Regions from separate parts of the Gossypium hirsutum genome. Here region 2 is linked to region 1. Evidence: chromatin contacts called from public Hi-C data. All regions are on one chromosome and are shown on one strand. Each heading gives the region's core, a stretch centred on a gene start, on an enhancer-like site or on the middle of the called end of the contact. The rest is flanking DNA. Distances are from core to core; before and after follow the strand shown.

What was found. Hi-C and Micro-C count contacts between places; a contact is called where the count stands out from the background.
Region 2: a contact with region 1 is called in a Hi-C map of leaf, with 4 times the contacts expected there. The contact joins two enhancer-like sites. A contact is called at or near these places in 5 of 34 Hi-C or Micro-C datasets (hypocotyl and leaf).

The regions. Positions count from the first base shown.
Region 1 is chrA07:31,163,208-31,165,907 of Gossypium_hirsutum_v2.1, reverse strand. No RefSeq gene overlaps it. Among protein-coding and RNA genes, the nearest start is that of LOC107952940, 37 kb to the left of the region's middle. Within about 2 kb of position 1,392, at least 7 of the 9 cell types and tissues checked have an H3K27ac peak or open chromatin away from gene starts, as enhancers often do. A contact at or near this core is called in hypocotyl and leaf, where this site is marked.
Region 2 is chrA07:31,250,057-31,252,756 of Gossypium_hirsutum_v2.1, reverse strand. No RefSeq gene overlaps it. Among protein-coding and RNA genes, the nearest start is that of LOC107952939, 8.1 kb to the left of the region's middle. Within about 2 kb of position 1,331, at least 3 of the 9 cell types and tissues checked have an H3K27ac peak or open chromatin away from gene starts, as enhancers often do. A contact at or near this core is called in hypocotyl and leaf, where this site is marked.

The DNA of each region.
Region 1 (2,700 bases), core at 143-2,642:
TATCATTTACTATAGTATTGAATGTAGTAAGTAATCTTCACCTCAAGTTATTTGCTTTTGACTCAAAGAGAGGAGTTTCGTTTAACTCCTTTAATGCTCATAAATAGAAAAATTTGTAAAGAAGTTGTCGAAGAAAAAAAATGCATTTATAGTGAAGAAAAAAAAACAAAAAAAAAACACCAAATCATATTTTAGACTAATATTATAAAGTTCCATTTTTTTTTTGTCTTAGACTTTCTTGTTCTTCTATCAATATTTCATTGTTCTCTGCAGGATTTTTTTGAATTTAGAAACAAGCACACGCACTCTTACAATAATTATCATTATATCACAACTTATGTTTTCCTTCTAGTCTTTTCGAGTACTTAGGCATAAAATAACTTTGAAACAGAGGTTGGATTTGAAGAGTTTAGGTGAAAATTACTACGGGTCAAAGTTTTGGAGCGACTTGTGGTGGGGGTACGATGGCTTGAAATTTGTGGATGTTAGATTCTGGGTTTAGTTTAACCTTTCAATTAACTTTGAAGAGAGTAGTAGAGGGTAAAGGAGAAAGAAGCTGAAGAGATGGTTCTTATTGGTGTAAAACACGCCATTTCACTTAACAAGAAAATTATGTGGAAATTAGAAAATGAAAACTTATATATATAGTTAGGTGACCAATGTAGTTTACCCTAAAAAGAAATAGAGAAGAACTGCTTATGGGCTCCGTCTAAAGCAAATCTTGGTTTTGGAAGAATTGTTGATTTGGGCTAATTGCGGTGAATTAGTATATTCATTATCCAAGACTTGGAGCAAAAACATCACTCTTCTTACATCTTTTCTCAAAATATCAAATCACGACCCCATAGCAAAGGAAACTGAAATCAGGATGTAAACAAATAAGAAGTATCACGTAATGATCTGCGAATCTGGTGAAAAATATAAATCATAGATTGATTAAAAAGTAAATTGATTTATTTTTCTTTGTTAAACATTTCATTCATTTCTACCATTAAAAGTTAGTGACTGATAAAATAACCAGAAAGTTACATGTGTACCTTATTCTAATGTACGAAGATTAATTTTTAACAATAAAAATAGATAAAATTTTTAATAGAATGAGTAATTTATTTTTTGATCTAATGTACAAAAATTAATTCATCTATTTTTTTTAAATAAATGAGACAAAATATAATTCAACTCTTAGTATAAATACCTTCATAATATTTTTATTGCATTTATATTTTATTTTTGAATACCCACCATGTAAAGGACGATTTTGAAGCCTATGCATCTTACTTGCTATGATTTGGTTTACCCAAAAACCTGGTTTGAGTATGAGAAAGAAGGTTGTAGACGGAGTCCCAAATAGAAAGAAGGCAACTTTGATAATTATTATCAGAACAGTCACTTCATTTTTGAAGTGCTTACACATTGGGCCTCCTGGTCATGGACCTGTCATTTCCTAGTTTGGGCCCTGCAATGCTTTATCATTTTTTTAGCTTAAACACAAAAATAGGACAAATTTGCCTGCCTTCAAAGAATCTGCCAGCAAATGATCCAACAAATATTATGGGGACACCTTGTATTTAAATATTCAATTTGATGAGGTTGAGGGAATTTCACCCTTCTCTTGTTTCTGGCATGACCCACATGTTGAGAGGTCTTATACAATTAAAGCCATTGACTTCTTGGGGAAAGTTCCTACATACTAATATTAAGCAAAGCAATCCCTTTTTGACGCATTTGGCTGGTTTAGCAGTTGACCTGGAATTGTCGCCCAAACGCCAATTAATAAACCTCGGATTTGAAGTCTGAATAGTCTCCGCGGTTGAATCAACTTATCAAATTTTACTACTCAACCCATTGCTTTTTTTTATCAATAATAACTACGGGTAATGAAACTTCAATTTTTTATGAATGCCCTACAAATTGATTGTTATTATCACACAACAATCAGAATTGGGGACATCTTCAAGTGTTATTTCTGTTTTTATATAATAGGTTAGTAGTTTGAGGTTGGGTGTCATGGGAGGCGAAGCGCACACTCAAATGCCACTGCAATAGCAACCAAAGGCCAGCGGCTCCTTGGACGTTGCTTTCTTCATCAAATTACCTACATTTTTCTTTTTCTTTTTTAAAATCTAATGTTTTATGTGTTTCTTGACTTTCATATTTGTTTTTCACAAAGTTATCATGTTATTTGCAAATAAAATCTTAAACATATTTAATAAAAAAAGAAAGAAAAGAAAATTACATTGGTAACTACTCTTTCATGTACTTACTAACCAAATTCATCAAACAAAATAAAAGTCCGCACCGACCGTTTCAAAATGACAAGTGTTTTGTTGGAACCCACATTCGATTTTCGCACCATCGTTTTACCATTTGAAAAAATAATTTAATAAATTTATTTAAGGTGTATTTAATAAATCATTAAAATTTTTTTAATCATTTTAACTTTTATTTAATATAAAATTTACAATAAAAAAATTTGAATAAGATAAAGGAGGTAATTAGTTATTTATCACTTAATGTAAAAAATTAACTCGATTTTATTTTATTAAAAATTGAAATAAATTATATATTTTTAAAAATAAAATATTCAAATTACCATATTTATCTTTCATCCAAAACTATTCAAAACAATATAAAACATTATATTAATAAAATTAAAATTAAAAATAAATAATTTTCAAAAATTAATATTTACTTTTTTCA
Region 2 (2,700 bases), core at 82-2,581, 87 kb before region 1:
TCATTTTACAAAATTAACATTGTATCTAAGAAAATGGTAGTTGATATTTGTTATCATTTCACAAAATTAATGTTGTAATTTGTTATGATTTCACAACATGATGATATTTGTTATTATTTCACAAAACCACATGTTTACATATTATAATGGAATTGATATTTGTTTTCTAGTTTGCATAGTCCTTTCGATGTGGAAATGACAGCATTGTATGGCCCGGGTTCCTAAACTATCCGGAGCATTTTTTTCAGAAACGTTTCAAATATCACGGGATTCTCAGGATATTTTTCAGAACCCATCTCGTCAAAATTATTTTTTAATTCTCCAAGTTTCGATATTTAATCAAAAATAATATACGATTGGTGTAAATACGAATATTTTAAATATCAAATTCAATTATTACAATTATTAAGTTAAAATTTTAATCAATTTAAAATCATAAACCCTAACCCTAAAAACCTAAAACCCTAACTAATCCTACCTGAATTTGATAATTTAGTAAAAAATAAGTGTTAATGGAAATAATAGAAATATAATAATAATCTTAGGCTCTTCCTTTTGTGCATCAACTTAAGCTCTTGTGCCAAAATTTTCATGCAATTCATTTATCCGTTCATTTCCCAACACATCAAGCAATAACTGTACTTATATAGAAAATGATCAATCAAGTGCCAAATTAAGTAGAATTTATATCCAAAATTAATTAAAATAAATAATAAAGATATGTCGATTAAGCACATTACCAATGTAGTTGTGTCTTAGTTTCTTTATGTTTTTAAGCTTGGATTTTAATTACTTTTAGTACAAGAAATGGCAAAATTGTTCCTATTTTGTGTTTCAAATTGAAAGCAAAAACCGAAGAATAAAGGACTCTAGTAATTAAATTCTTTATTTTTATTTTTTAAAATTTTAAAGAGTTTTTATTTTTAATAATTTTTAGGATTGCTATGGAAAAAATGAAAAAAAATGCTTTTTAAAAATCTCTGTAGACTTATTATGTACTTATAAAGAATAAGGGTCAAATTAACAAAAATTAAAAATATTATGGGCTAAAAAAGCTATTTTACCCTTTTTAGAGATCCATGTCAACAACTAACAGAAAAATTGGACGGGAATTAGCTCAGGGACAAGATTTTTAAATAAAAAAAATACATGGACTCAATGTTTTAGAATTAAAAAGTACCTGACTAAATTTTATATTTTAAAAGAGTATTGGGATCAAACCTTAATTAAAAAAATCCATATCACTTGCTTAGCAGTTTTGAGCCTGTCATACAGCCCAACTTTTGAATAGCACAGAATCAGTATCCATAATGTGCAGCTTATTGGGGCCATCAACGTCAGTTCAGGGGCAACAAATTCCTTGTGGAAAAGAGAACTATATTTGGAACATGAATCTTCCAGCTTCCTTAGATGAAAACTTTCATGTCGGCTAGCAGGGGCGTACCCGGGGCTGGCAGGCCCCAAAATGGAAATTTTCATTTAGATACTTTTAAATTTTATAAAAATTTAAATTTAGTAAAAATAAAATTATATTTTAATCTTATTAAAAATAATAAAAATTTAATTTAATCATTTAATAATTATAAAGATATGAATATTAAAATGATGAAATTATATTTTTACTAATTTAATTATAATTTCAGCCCCTAAAAAAATTTCTAAAGATGAAATCAGTTGCATAAATTCAAAAACAGCGCCAAAGACCATGATTGATATTGACACCAAAATATGAGAAGAAATCATGAATAAACATTTTGTGCTTAATAAACATTTAACAGCTGTTGTGAATCATGAATAAACATTTTGTGCTTAATACAACAGAAGTTTGTATTGACGATCTGAAACATCGGGTCCTGTCTCAGCTGCAATTTGGATTCCAATTTTGTTTGCCCTATTTGGTATACATACATGTACCTTCTCTGTTTCCTACGAAAAGGGACAAAAACAAACAAAAGAAAGGATTTCTTTGTTGTTGTTTTTTCATGCAACTTTAAGCCAAAACTACGTACACAGTTAAAAGGTAAAACATGATTGTAAATGGACAAAACTTTTGATTGTACCATACAGTAAAATACATTACATCTCATCCAACTTTCCGACAAAACAATCCGCATAATTTGAAATTATCCTTACGGTTGGAGGCTGAAAGCATGGCTTTTTTATTAAACTAATCCAAAAAATAAATTAATTATTAAAATAACTTACCTTTTTAATTAAATATAAAAATAACCCATTTTCTACAGTAAAAAGTGGTGGAGCCATATGATATGGCGCCACCACAGTGCCACGTCAACAAGGGGTGTTAAAAAATTATTTTTTGGTGGAGCCATGTTAAATGGCGCCACCAATATAAAATACCAGGGAAATCAACATGGCGCCACCAGTATAAAATATCAGAAAAATACTTAAAGTTTTGAAAAAACGGAAGACTTAAAAATAAATTTACCATTTTCGGATGGAGCCATTCTAAATGGCGCCACCACCTTTTCGCCTGACATGTTTTCTTTTTCTTTTATTTTCATATTTCTTTTGTTTTTTTCTTTTATTTTCATATTCTTTTATTTTTACTTTTTTATTTTGTTCCTTAATAAATTCTTTTTATTTTTTTACTTTTTTTATTTTTTTTCTTATTTCATTTTGTTTATTTTGTTTATTTTTTATTATTAACTTTAAAAAATTTGTAATGTATATTTAAAATGT